Linked DNA regions of Mus musculus: regions 2, 3, 4 and 5 are each linked to region 1. A link is a contact called in public HiChIP or PLAC-seq and promoter capture Hi-C data. All regions are on one chromosome and are shown on one strand. Each heading gives the region's core, a stretch centred on a gene start, on an enhancer-like site or on the middle of the called end of the contact. The rest is flanking DNA. Distances are from core to core; before and after follow the strand shown. Region 1 holds the start of Erf (Ets2 repressor factor). Region 2 holds the start of Fbl (fibrillarin). Region 3 holds the start of Akt2 (thymoma viral proto-oncogene 2). Region 4 holds the start of Ltbp4 (latent transforming growth factor beta binding protein 4). Region 5 holds the start of Numbl (numb-like).

The links. Promoter capture Hi-C pulls out the DNA fragments that hold promoters and counts their contacts. HiChIP or PLAC-seq counts read pairs in DNA pulled down with a chosen protein or histone mark.
Region 2: a contact with region 1 is called in an H3K27ac HiChIP or PLAC-seq map of embryonic stem cells, with 5 times the contacts expected there. The contact joins the promoter of Fbl here to the promoter of Erf in region 1. A contact is called at or near these places in 1 of 39 promoter capture datasets (cranial neural crest) and 2 of 115 datasets of contacts at active chromatin or transcription factors (astrocytes and embryonic stem cells).
Region 3: a contact with region 1 is called in a promoter capture Hi-C map of the HPC-7 cell line. The contact joins the promoter of Akt2 here to the promoter of Erf in region 1. A contact is called at or near these places in 5 of 39 promoter capture datasets (the HPC-7 cell line, cranial neural crest, liver and 2 more) and 1 of 484 Hi-C or Micro-C datasets (B cells).
Region 4: a promoter capture Hi-C map of hippocampal neurons shows a contact between it and region 1, with 3 times the contacts expected there. The contact joins the promoter of Ltbp4 here to the promoter of Erf in region 1. A contact is called at or near these places in 4 of 39 promoter capture datasets (cranial neural crest, embryonic stem cells, hippocampal neurons and 1 more) and 1 of 115 datasets of contacts at active chromatin or transcription factors (embryonic stem cells).
Region 5: an H3K4me3 HiChIP or PLAC-seq map of embryonic forebrain shows a contact between it and region 1, with 5 times the contacts expected there. The contact joins the promoter of Numbl here to the promoter of Erf in region 1. A contact is called at or near these places in 2 of 39 promoter capture datasets (cranial neural crest and embryonic stem cells), 1 of 484 Hi-C or Micro-C datasets (embryonic stem cells) and 1 of 115 datasets of contacts at active chromatin or transcription factors (embryonic forebrain).

Annotation. Positions count from the first base shown.
Region 1 is chr7:25,249,477-25,252,038 of GRCm38.p6, forward strand. Erf (Ets2 repressor factor) reads right to left here and starts at 1,282. Exons shown (of 4, transcript NM_010155.3): 1 at 1,103-1,282. The coding sequence starts at 1,124.
Region 2 is chr7:28,168,481-28,171,042 of GRCm38.p6, forward strand. It overlaps Fbl (fibrillarin), which reads left to right and starts at 1,268. Exons shown (of 9, transcript NM_007991.3): 1 at 1,268-1,338. The coding sequence starts at 1,329. Gm31024 (a long non-coding RNA gene) reads right to left here and starts at 382. Exons shown (of 2, transcript XR_001778069.2): 1 at 1-382.
Region 3 is chr7:27,590,265-27,592,826 of GRCm38.p6, forward strand. Akt2 (thymoma viral proto-oncogene 2) reads left to right here and starts at 1,288. Exons shown (of 14, transcript NM_001110208.2): 1 at 1,288-1,615.
Region 4 is chr7:27,332,373-27,334,934 of GRCm38.p6, forward strand. It overlaps Ltbp4 (latent transforming growth factor beta binding protein 4), which reads right to left and starts at 1,276. Exons shown (of 30, transcript NM_001113549.1): 1 at 983-1,276. The coding sequence starts at 1,232. All of the region lies in intron 1 of Gm30543 (a long non-coding RNA gene), which reads left to right.
Region 5 is chr7:27,257,492-27,260,053 of GRCm38.p6, forward strand. Numbl (numb-like) reads left to right here and starts at 1,270. Exons shown (of 10, transcript NM_010950.2): 1 at 1,270-1,470. The coding sequence starts at 1,447. Coq8b (coenzyme Q8B) reads left to right here. Exons shown (of 15, transcript NM_133770.2): 15 at 1-458. The coding sequence ends at 34.

The DNA.
Region 1 (2,562 bases), core at 32-2,531:
GCCGGAGCCGCGGCCGCCGCCGGGGGAAGGAAACAAGTTTGAACAGCGGCGCCCGGCCCCCTTCCCCCTCCCCTCGTCCCCGCCCCGGGCCGGATTCCGACGGGGCAGACGGGCAGGGGGCGGCGAGGCCCCCTCCCCCCGCGCGCCCGGGCGCAAAGTCCAGCCTGTGCGAGCCCGGGGGCGGCGGGGGAGGGGAAGGGGGAAAGTCCGAGTGGGAGGGGGGGTTAATCCTGCTGCCCCCCGCCCGGCGATGGGGGGGGAGGGGAATCCTGGCCCCTTAAGGAGGAGCAACTTGGCGGGGAAGAGAGGGGCGGAGGGAAAAGACGGCCCGCTGAAAGAAGCGCAGGATCGGGGAGGGGGAAGGACGAAGGGAGAGCCTCTGCATTCCCCCCCCCCCCCCCATCTTTCCCACCCTCCTCAACTCCCAGCCTCCGCCCGCGCCGGAGGAGGGTACCCAAGTCTCCCCTGAGCCACCTTAAAGCCGCGCGTTCTAAGGTCGGAAACAAAAAGTTCCTTTTTCGAACGTTCGGGCTGCGCTTTGGAACTTTGCGACTCAGTCCGGGCGGGGGAGCGAGGAGACGGACGGGGGAGGGGCGGTGCAGCCCGGACCCCGAGTCCCGTGTTCCCCTCTCACGCCCAGCTCCAGGCCATCCCGTATCCCGCTCACCGGGTGCTGGGCACGCGCTGCCGTGAAGGTCACGGGCCGGACCGCGCAGCGCAGAACCGAGCATAGCGGGTCCCTGTACAGAACCCCCACCTCGCACCGCACACGTCCCGGCCCCCGGAGTGCAACGTGACAGAACGACAGGGAGGGGACTCTGCCACCCCAGTGATCCCGGGAGAACCCAGGTTGCCGAGTCCGGGAAGGGAAAGCCCAGCACCCGCAGCACCCATACCATTCCGAAAGGATCCACAGAATTGGGGCTCCCAGGCAGCACCCCAGCTCGCGCCTCTAGAAGCAACAGGTCTCGAGTGCTTGGGGGTCCCCAAGAACTGGGTATCAATCGGGCTCCCCAGAACCCCTTCAGCCCCCACCCAAAGTTTTCCCTCCCGGTTTCCCGGGGCAACAAGTCTCCCCCACACGTGCTGCCCCCGCCCCCACCTGTGTCCGCCGGGGTCTTCATGCTGGGGGGCCCGGGGCAAGGCGCCCCAACTCCGGGCCGCTGCTCCTGGCGCCCGCGTTGCCCCGTCCCGTCCCGCGCCCGTTGGGACGCCCTCGCCGCCGCACCCGGCCTCGCCTCTCAGAGCCTCTCCCCTCCCCGCCGCCGCCTCCCGGGTTAATATCGCACTCCGGGGCCGGGACGCCCACGCCCCCCGGCCGGCGACGTCACCGCCGCGTCGCCATGGAGACACTGTGCCCGCCCCCTCCCGCGCACTCACACACGCTTGCCGGCGCGCAGCCACTGAGGACCGGCCGGCTCTTGGCTTAAAGGGGCCGCGCGGCGGGGGGGGGGGGGGGGGGAGGAAGGGCAGGGAGGGGCTGGGGAGGTCCTGGGGGTCACGACCCTTCTTGGAGGCTCTAAGTCAGAAGAACTTAAGTCTTCAGCACTCAGTACCTGCTGCCTCTCTTCTGCCCTTTCCTGGCTCCAGAGTTTCTTTTGGGACCTTTTTGGAGGAAAGGAATTATATGAAGGGGGACGATCAGAAATTTTTGTGGGGAAGGGGCAGAGTCTTCTCCGCAGGGGGGCGGAGTCTGGATCTTGGAGGATGATCAAGAGCACAGCCATTTCCCAGCCTGAGTTTACCCAACCCCCTCAACCCCGAGCCTGAAAGAGGGCAGCTGTCCAGGGGTGGGGTGGAATGGGTGGGAAACATTTCCCAGCATCGGAAATGGGGAGGCGGCTGTACCCTCGACTCCTGTGGAGATGGGGTCTTGGCCTTCCTGATAGACCCAGTCCAGCTGGGGAGGAAGTGACCAGAATGCATTCGGGAGCCCCCACAATCACCACTGTCCCTTAGGCTGCAGCTGTCCTGGGAACGCGGCCGGAGGTACCCCCACCTCCACACTGGAGCAGGGGGTTCCGGAGATAGTGCCAGGATGCTGGGGGCGACCCAAGTCTGAACAAATGTGCTCCGGAGGAGCATTGGGGGTCGCCAGGAGAGAGGAAGACAGGGCTTAAGACCAAAGGCCCGAGCGTAGGGGAAGTGTTAAGTCTGTGTTCGCTGCAGCAGATAGGAGGAATGGATGGAGCCTGAGGCTCGGGAAACAGGAAATCGGGGTACCGATCGGATGCAGGTAGGCAGCCTGCTACTGGGTAGAGGGGAAGCAGAGCTATATTCTCATAAACTAAACCTAAACAGTCTCAGGGAAATAATGAAAAATAAACCAACCGGAGTTACCAAAGGAAGAGATAGGGGACTAGGAGACTGAAAAGATGATGAATCAGAGCCGTGAGATGCGGCAAGCAAGAGGGAAGGCCTATCTGGCTCAGGCTATAGGTGCTTAAGGCTTCAAACCCAAACTTCTCCGTTGTTGGGTTCCTATTCAGCCTTTAAACCAGCTCACGGGTGCTAGAGAGAAGTCTCATGCCTCCTCCTTAGGGAGACCATGGCCTCCAGGGA
Region 2 (2,562 bases), core at 18-2,517, 2.9 Mb after region 1:
ATCCAAGCAAACCCCTCTTGGCAGCCAGCTGGTCTACTGTCATGGCAGCCTGGCAGCTCTTGAATGCTCCACAGACACCTCCAGGAAGCTATACTGCATGGACCACCACTTAATGCTAAAAGACAACTCCTGCTCTAGGAGGCACTATCCTGGCCCTGACTATCCCCAAGAGTTTAACATGGACTTTTTGCCATCAGAAGCCTCTATAATCCTTGGCAGCCACTTCACCAAGGCCAGAGGGAAACCATTTCCCCTGGTAACCCAACAAAAAGTCAGCGGTTAGTGCAAATGATCTTTCAGTTGCACGGAAGGCTGTAAGTTCTGGCTATTAGGACGCTTCTTCTGGAGACCGGTCGCTCCTGTGCTGCCTCCTGGTGGTGCAACATTAACACTGGGCCTTCTGCAACAGTTGTTGCTCGACTGATGTGATCTTTATCAGTAGGGTGGGCTGAATTCATGACCTGAAGAGGAGGAACAGAGGCAGAAACAACTGCAAACCAGCAGTGGCCTGGGAGCAGCTGCGACAACATTTGGGTGAGTGAAGATTTCCAGTAAGAGGCCAGGGGTAGAGAGCAGAAGCAGTGAGATGCCTGTTCTTCGCTGTAAAGGAGGGAGCTCTTTGAGCGGAAAAGGAAAAGGAAGGAGAAATAGAAAAGCGAAGTGTACCATAGGAGATCCCGAGTTCCAGCTCAGCCTGGACCCCACTGCAAAACCCTGTCATAAAATACAAACCTCAACAACAAACAGAAACATAAGGCTGTGCTGGAGAGATAGCTCAGCTGTGAAGAGAACATAATGCTCTTGATGAAGACTCAGGTTCGGGTCTCAGCACCTATTTGGCGGCTCACAATTAATTGCCGGTAACTCTAGTTCCAGGGGATCTGACGCCTTCTCCTGACTTCCATGGCGTATGCGTGGTGCACAGACAGACGAATATGCAAGCTAAACACTTCTAAGGATAAAATTTTAAAAATTTAAAGTCTTTGAAAAATAATAAATTTTTAAAAATCGGTATAACCCCTGATTCCTGGAGTGCTAGCATAAGTGAGAGGAAAAGTCGCAGCGCACTTGTGATAAAATTTGCCACTCTAGGAAAAAGTGAGGAGCGTAGAGACACGACAGAGCCGGAAAAGGATTCAGAACTCCCACCCAAGGGGCCGACTCCGACTTCCGGGAGACGGGACGCGCGTCTAAGGGGCGTGGTTACGCGCTTCCGTCACTCGCCGTGCGTCACCGCGCGCAGGCGCTCCTTTCCACGTGCGAAAGCCTGAGACTCGTGGAGTCGGGGACGCCGCAGGTTGCCTGAATCGCGCGACCAGAACGCAGTAATGAAGCCAGGTAAGGACCACGGTGCGGGCAGGAGTCGGGGGCTCTAGGCGCGGCGGGCGGGGACCGCGGCCGCTCGGGGCCGGGGGATGTGGCCGTGAGCTCGGCTCACCGGCCGGCCTACAAGCTTGCCGCCTCAGAGCGGCCGGTGCGGCCCTCCAGACCCTGACCCAGAGTTGGGGCTTGGATCTCCGAGCATTGCTTTAGGGGATCCGACTTGGGTCGCAGATGAAAGGGCCCCTGTCTCCACCCCAAGCCTTCCCTGTTGCCGCCGTCACCCACTGTCACTCCCTGTCAACGATACCTTGGTCCCCAACCCAGCTTCCCCCCGGGTAAATGAGGATCTCCGGCTCCGTGGTGTGCGGCGCTCGCGTGCACAGGCTGGCGCTCGCCGCGCTTCCGGGAGGGGCGGGACCCAAGGCTTGTAGGAGTAGAGGCTCTGGGGACCTGGGAGTCCCTGCTCTGTAGTGAGAGCGACTTTACTAGCCCGGCTATTAGCGGGGTAGGTGATTGGAATTGAGAGGGGTTGGTTTAGGTTTGGATTTTGAGAGCGTCTTGTCACGTGATCCTAGCTGGCCGAGATCCACCAGCCTTTACCTCCAGAGTACGGGGATTAAAGGCGTGCGCCACCACGGCTGGCCTGACAAATGTATCCATCTCACCTATTTCCCGCGTTTTTTTCTGATGAGCCCACTGTATGGTGGATGATGGCGAGAGTTCTGGCTTTGACAATAGAAAGTTCTCGTTTCTCTCTTGAGTTCTTAATGGATAAGTGGTTTTCTTGGTGATAGGTTACTCTGGGCTGTCAATCCTAGCACTCGGAAAGCGGAGACAGTTAGATAATGAGTTTGTAACACCAGTCTGTTCTACATTAGTCGTGATAGCATGAGCTTTTCCTGTTGCCGAAGGATCAGTTTTCACCACTGCAGGTTTTTGTCTGGCGTGGACACACATGTTCCTGTGGACAGATGGAGAGTAAGTCACTGCAGGCGATAGTGACCCATCTCTCCCTCCCAGACATGTTGAATATCTATCTGGGGCTCTGTTCTGGATGTCTGGGGAAGTAAGGTGGAGGGATTGCTAGTCTGGATGTTCTCCTGGCATCCTGTGATTTGTGCTTTCCCCTCAACCTTTCTCCATCACACGATAGAATGAGAATTGTTGAACAGTCGAATCTTCTGTGACAGTTTGTGTCTTGAATACGAAGCAGCTTTGGGGGAGATTGTTTTAAACAGA
Region 3 (2,562 bases), core at 38-2,537, 2.3 Mb after region 1:
GTCCTCTTGTTTCAGGGTCTGCAGAGGTGGGTTACAGCCGTGCAACCTATATACCTTTTTTTCTGTGAGCGATTTTCTGTGGTTTTAAGTCTTACATGGGCTCAAGTTACTCCATATGAGAAATTATAAGTCCCACATTTATTTAGATATATATCATGTGCAAGTGACATTAATATTTTGAAGTCACAGTTTAATAAGAACTGTTTTCGTAAGATAATCCAAGGTTATTTGTGTTTTGAAGATGTGGATTCTTGAGATGTGGATACAGAAGTCAGCCCATAGTTACAGAAGAGGATATTCTAATGTGGGGTTATGTGGCTCAAAGCTTGAGTGCAACATCTTTTTTTTTTTTTGAGACAAGGTCTAGCTGGCCTGCCCCAACATCCAGAATGATGCAGTAACAGACCTGTTGCCATACCCTGCTTTGTGCTTGATCTTAACTAACTTGTTTTGGGTCTCTATAAGTAAGCATCTAGGAGCCTGGCAGTGGCAGGCCAGGCCTTTAATCCTATTGCTCAGAAGGCAGAAGCAGGCAGATCTCTGAGTTCAAGACAGCTTGGTCTACAGGGCGAGTTTCAGGACAGCCAGGGCTATACACAGAAACCCTGTCTCGAAAAACCAAAAAAAAAAAAAAAGTCAGGCTGGTAAGATGGCTCAGCGGTTAAGAACACTAACTGCTCTTCCAGAGGTCCTGAGTTCAAGTCCCAGCAATCACATGGTGGCTCACTACCATCTATAAGGGGATCTGATGCCCTCTTCTGGCCTGCAGATCAGAGCACTCATACATTAAGTTAAAAAAAAAAAAAAAAAAAAAAAGAAAGAAAAAAAGAAAGTCTAGGACAGTGTTTCTCAGTCTACCTAATGTGACTCTTTAATACAGTTCCTCATGTGGTGATCCCCCAAACATAAAATTATTTTCGTTGTCACTTCATAACTAATTTTGCTATTCTTATGAATCATAATGTAAATATCTGAATTTTCCGATGATCTTAGGCAACCCCTGTGAGAGGTTCCCAAGTGAAGAACCGCTGGTCTAGGAACTAGGAAGGCAGGAAAGAGAAGAATAAAACAAGATCAAAGCATATGTAAATAAAGCCCTTTGATTGCCGGGAAGTAATCACTGGGCCTTCGGGGAAAGCCTACTTGTTGGTGTCCTACTGCGCATGTGTAATGCTACCCCCCCCTCCGCCCCCCCAGCTCAGAACGGGGCTCTTAAAAAAAATAAATAAATAAAAAGTTAACGTGACGGGTGCCTAAAGTACGCAGGCGCGCTGCCTTGAGCCTGCCTGCCTCCTAGTTCCTGCGCTTGCGGTCTGATGTTTTCTGAGGCCATTCCCTTGGTCTACTACGTCAGTTCCTGTTTGTGGCTGGAAAAGGCGGTATTTCCGGCCAGCGGGTGGGAGGGGGCTGTGAGTGGGGGCTGGGGGCTGGGGGGAGGGGGCGGGGGGGCCCGCGCTGCGCGAGCCGTTGGGCCTGACTCCGAGAAGGCGTCGCCGCCGCCAGCACTGCCGCCGTTGCTGCCGCCAGTTCATAAATAAGGAGCGGGAACGAGCTCAGCGTGGCGATGGGCGGGGGTAGAGCCCGGCCGGAGAGGCTGGGCGGCCGCCGGTGACAGGTGAGTACGCCAGCGCGTGTCCCCAAGCGCCCTCCCCTCCGCGATGGTCGCGTCCTGGCCCCCCGTGGGGCCTCGCTGGGCCGTACCACCCGTGCCCGCCTGGCGGGGACCACGGACCTGGAGGCTCCCCCCCTCTTCCGGAACGGAGTGGGGGCGCCTGCTGCGGGGCTGGGGGGGACAAACCCAGAGGGACGCGGGGCGGGTGCCGTGGTCCATACCACTGCGGCGGCGGGGGGAGCTCTCTCTGAGTGTGCGGGCTGGGGGCTGCCCTCGGGGACATCGGGGGAGACAGCTCCTTCTCTGTGGTGCCAGCCTGTCCAGCTTTTGAGGCGCTCACCGTGTCAAGTGCCGCTTGGGTGCTTTGGGAGCCGTTCCTATAGTGCACTTAGAGGGATGGGAGCTTCTGGAGAGGGGTCTGGGCCCAGGGTGGCCGTGTTGGGGCAGTCAGGGTAGTACCACCTAGACACGAGAGAGCAGTCTTTGTACTTAGAGGAGAACAGGGTCGGGTGGAGGGCTGTGATGTTTATCATCTTTGAGGCACAGGGTGCTGGGAGGCCCGAGTGAGTGTTAAGGGGCGTACTTTTAGGGGTGTGATACTGAGTGGGCGAGGAGCGCTTTTCTCTTCCTGTAATATGCAGGGGTGGGCGTTTACACTCAGCTCACCCTTTCTTGAACTTCTTTATGACTTTGGGGAAAACGGGATCGTTACTGGGCTGCTTTTTATCATGGGGTTGTCCACTCACCACTCCAGAACCCTCTCAGATTATTTCTCTTTAAGGTGTGTGGGACATCCTTTGGCAAGTTCTTTGCTTCCGGGGGTGGAGATGTGTTTTAGAAGTCACTGAAGTTTTCTGATCTCTAGTCTGGCTCCCTACTAGGAAAGGGAGGGGCTATCGGGCTTGGATAAGGAGAAGTGCCTCTGGACCTGCCTGTCACCTTTTGGGCGG
Region 4 (2,562 bases), core at 26-2,525, 2.1 Mb after region 1:
TAAGGACATAGGGGTCTTGCCGAGGTCAGCCCGCCTTCACATGTTCCTCCTTGTGCCTCCAGGGGTTTGGCACCCGTCTGGGCACGGCGCCTGGCACGGGCGAGTTGGGGCTGGGCCGGGAGAGAGTGAAGGAAGGAGGGAGGAAGGGGCGGAGAGAGGGAGTGGTAGCGGGCGGGGGCTCGGGCGGGAGATGAGCTCACGCCGGCCGGGTTGGGCTGGCTGGGGGCCAGCCTGGGCGAGTTCTCGGCGCCAGGGGCCCCACTCCCCATTCCGGAGGGCGTAAGGGGTGAGAAGCAATGAAAACCCGACCCCCAAGTCCATCCCCACACTCTGGGCTAGCAGGTGGCGCACCCTCCTGACCTCACCTGAACCCCAGAATGCTCCCCTTGTCTAGAGGAAGCTGAAGCGCAAGCCGGTCCCTTCCTCCCCCAGGGGGCGCCCTTTCCTCAGGCCTCCTATCTGGATATCTGTCGCACGTGGAACCGCTGTAACTCAGGTCTTGCCGAAAGGCACCCCGTCTTTCCTGGGTCCCCTCCCGCTTAGCTCTTCATCACAAGCAGTCCCATGCCAGACTTTCCTAGTCTTCCCCCACTCAAAGACAGACCTAGAAACTTGAGATATGCCCCACCACCCCATGCGACTCTGAAACACTCCTTGCTGACCCACTACGCACAGTCTGCGAATTTGGGCCCCATCTCAAAAGTTCCCAGATCCTAAGATCCTCGCCTTGACTGAAAGGGATGAAAGCTAGTCTCAGTCCGTTCACGTGGGACACCACAGTTCCAAAAACACTCAATGCTCCTGAAATCAGCGCCCTGGAGATCCACTCCCCAAATAAGGAATTCAGAGCCCCCTTCCTCAAAGACCCCACGGAGTCCCCAGCATTTCTGTACATGGAATCTGGGCTCCTGCTCCCTAAGGCATTGTCTCCAGGGTCCTCCCTCCGGGCACTCCTCCCTTGGGAGCACCATCCCGCACTCACAGGCGCGGAAGCCGGGTCCCCCCGGGGCCGCCCCGCCGGGCGCGCCGCTGTCCACGCTGGTGGCGTTGCGGGGCGCGCAGGTCGGGGTACAGCGGGAGCCAGTGGGCCCGTGGATGCAACGCAGGCCGCACACAGCGGGGGTGAAGCGCACGCGAAGACGCTCTCGGGGTCGGCCCAGTACGGGCTGCGGCCCCAGCTGCGCCAGCAGCACCAATAGCGACACCCAGAGCAGCTGCGCGCCGCCCGCCATGGCTGCAGCGCCGCGCTCCACCGCGCCGCCGCCCCAGCCCGCCCGAGGGGCCCGGCCGCGCCCGCCCGCTCGCCCGCCCGCCCGCGGGGGAGGGCGGCCGCGCCCCCGCTCAGCCCCCCCTCCCCATCGCTCCCTCCCGGGCGGCCGCGCGGGGGCGCGTGGGGCTGGGCGCTTAGCCAGAGGCGCGAAGGCTGGGCGCTAGACTCGCAGGGGGGAGGGGAGGGCGCCCCCTCTGCTCCCACCCGTGCTCCAACAAGTGGATGGGGCCTATGGGGAGTAGCAGGGAAGGGAACAGGTGGGGGCGGGCGGGTTTGCTCCCAGAGAGAGTTGAATCCATTGAGAGGAAATCCATTAGAGTAATGGGGGCCGCATTTGGGGAGCCAGCTGAAGACTGATCCTCTGACCAGGCACGGGGGTAGGGGGTGGGGGGGAAGAGGCTTCATCTAGATAGAGGACAAGGATGGCACATTTGGGCAGCAAGATGGTACATCTGTGGGTGACGAGAAGGGTCGGTGTACAGGACACATAAAGGAATTAGAGGAGCTGAATTCTGGAGAGGAGACTAAGGCGCTTACACCTGAAGACGCCACAGCACACCAAGACTCTCTACACCTGGTGGGAGAGGTCAGAATGAATAAAGCTGTGGGCGGGGGTCCTCACATCTGGCCTGGGGCACACATCTGGAAAACCTTAGGAAGGAGGGGGATGCATCTGGGCTGAAGGCCACACAGCAGGAGAGGGCTTCTGAGGGTAGTTGAGTCTATAGAGTGCTCTAATCTGGGGTACCGGGCTGTAGTAAAAGTAGGGTCAAGGGACGGTCTGGCATGTAAGAGGGAAAGGTCTTTGGCCCCCAGCCGTCCCGCAATCTTGGGCATTTTGTGCCGGGGCAGGCGCCAACCCGCACAATCGCTTTTGTTGTCTGGACTGGTTCAGCCTCGCTCTCTGCTGGGCGAGTTGCCCCCCTCTTCAGCCACGGGAGCCCGGACGCCTGGCTTCCCGGCCCCACCCTGATGGGTCAGCGCCTTTGGCCTGCGTCTAGTTCTGTCCCTGGCTCACCTCATACTGCCGGACGCAGGGGTCCCTAGAGGTGGCCGCATCCTGGGGAGTGGGGTGGACCAAGCTACAATAGGGGACTGGTAGGCGGCGGCAGCACCGTGGGAACCAGACGGCTTTATCTGGCCCGGAACCACCCCCCTCCACCCCCTACACGGAGGAAGGGCGGATGTTCTTACCCCGGGCCTGGCCGGCAGGGGCGCGATGTGGGGGCCTTCTTTTCAGCAATGCCCGGGCCCACGGCCCTCGGGGCCGCCTTTGCCTCAGCAGAGCTCGG
Region 5 (2,562 bases), core at 20-2,519, 2.0 Mb after region 1:
TCGCCAGACACTGCCGCTGCCAGCAGCCTCCTGACTAGGGACCTCCCTGCCGACCCCACCATGACAGATTCCATCCAGGGATACCAGCTCCACAGCAGGCAGTCCCCTCCTCCTCTTTCTTGGTCTCCAGAACCTAGTTTCTTGCCTTGGATCTTTGGGCCCCTGGAGTTAGCTCCCTGATCCTAAGTGAGCAACCTTGAATTCTGAGGCTAGGAGCCAGCAGAATCCTGCCACCATCTAAGTGAGCCTTGGGTCCACTCTCATGTGAAGGAGACGCCCCTCGGCCCCAGGTCTTCCAGGATCTGCAGGGGAGATGGTGGCTGTTGGGGGCGGTCCTCACCTTTGCCTCCCTTGCTCCTCTACCAGCTGCCTTCTTCCCGGGTTCCAGCCTGTGTATTGGAGGGTGGGGGTGGGTGCTGATCCTTTCCTCCGAATAAAGGCACCCTTTCCCTGCCCCCAGTTCTTTTCTCTCTGTGCTAAGGGGGAGGAGCTCACAGGCAGCTCCAGGTGCAGATGGCCAGACCCCCCACCCCACCCCCTTGTCTAGGGCCATCTGTTGCAGGGAACCTCCTCCGCCCCCCCCCCCACGTGCTGACCACCTGCTCCAAGGGCTGTGGCAGCTGAGAAGTACCCTTCTATCACATACTCGCCCCCCCCCCCACCCCCCAGCTTCAGGCTCCCTCCTGTTCCTGACAACCTCGCCTTTGCTAATGGGCCCTAATGCCCCTAACAGCTGCTCTGCCAAACCTACAGGACAGGGGTAGGGGTGCAGCTGAGTCCAGAACTAGGACCTGGTCTAACCCAATGCCCACTTCTCGCAAGCCAGAGTGATCTCCCTCCAGGACTCCAGGGTCTGTTTCTTTTCCTTCCCCTCCTCTCCCCTCCCCTCGCCTGCAAAAAGTGCCTCGTCACCGCTTCTGCCCGCCCCCGCCGGGCTGGGAGAACCGTGGGGTTAAGCAAGATTTGAGGACGAGGCGCCTCCCAAAGCAATTCTTCAGAAGCAGAACCATAGGGGATCTGAGGTCAGGGGTTATGGAAGCAAATAGAACCTGCGCCTCAACCTGAGAGGCACTCCTCTAGGGATGCGTGCAGGTTCCCGCAAGGCCAGACCAAGGGGCGGGGCGGGCCGGCCTTTGCTTGGGAGGAGACCCGGTAGTGTTTATGTGGGGGCGTGGTCTGCGGGAGGGCGGGGTTATCTTTTGCATATACAGCAGGCGGCGGGCCAATGGGCGGGGTCGGGGCGGGGCGCCGAGGGAGGGATGCTCCCCCGCCCCCGGAACGGAATCCTCCCGGGAGCCGAGCTGGCTCGCGCGCTTGCATCCCGCACCAGCCGCCGGCCCCGGGCCGGGCCCGCGTCAGACCGAGCCGCCGCCACCACAGCAGCAGCAGCACTCGGGAAGCCGGGCCCAACCGGGGCCGCGGGAGGCGGGGGCGCCCGGGCCCTGGATGTCCCGCAGCGCGGCGGCCAGCGTGAGAAGGGCGGGCTCGGGGGGCTCGGGCCGGGGGCGGCGCCGCTGCTGATGTGGCGAAGGGTGGGAGGCGGCAGCAGCGCCCGGATGGAGAGAAGATGCCAAGGCTGGAAAGGGTGGTCCTGGGTGGGGGTCCGGGAACAGGTTCCTGGCAATCCCAAACCTGCCAGACTGGGGTCTGGTCCAGCACAGGCCATCTCTGCGAAGGCCCTGAAAATAGGGATCCTGGAATACAGATTCCCCCCAAATCATGGACAGGGCTACATAAATTCTAGGTAAAACTCCCTGGGCAAGGTTTGGCGTTCAGGGTCCGGATACGGTCCCCTTTATCAAGCTGAGGCCTTAACTGAGCCGATTCCAGACAAAATCAGTACTCTTCCCTGCTAGAGGGTTTCTTTGAGCACAACAGCCCCCTGGGCGATGTCTTGAAGATGAAGTCCCTGGATAGAGCTGCCAAGGCTAAGGCTCTGGGGGATGGGGGGGCGGTTTCCAAGTACTGTCTACTCCCTGGGGTCCTGGATCCAGCCTGTCCCCCCAAGCCCTTGGGCGGTGTCCCAGGCAAATCCCCTTCTCAGAACAAGGTCTCTGTGTCTGAAACTCCACCCCAGCGTGAATAAAATAAGGAGAATTTCAGGCATTCCCCTACCCCACCTCCACCCCATGCTTAGTCAGGGGTCTCAAGACATTGGTCTCCTAGGCCACCCCTTTTGTCCCTAGGGCTGCTCAGCGTCTAAGAGAGGCCCCACCCGGAGACAATGCTCAGCTTTCCCTTGCCCCCCAGGCTCCAGGATTCAGCCTGGGCTGGGGGCGGCTCCCCAGAGACGGGTGGAAACCTGTCTGTAGCCTCTGTGGTGACCAGCGGCTTTGTGTGGTTGTGTGTGTGTGTGTGTGTGTGTGTGTGTGTGTAAGGGTTGGGGATGTGGCTAGAAGTGTGATCTGGTGTTTGTGTGACTGTAGCTGTGTGTGTGCTTGCATTACAGCTGGCAAGGATGAGGTATCCTGCGTTGTCTGCCTGCATGCTTGTGGTTGGATGTGGTGATGTCTGGTGTGTGTGTGTGTGTGTGTGTGTGTGTGACCGTGGATGTGATGGCAG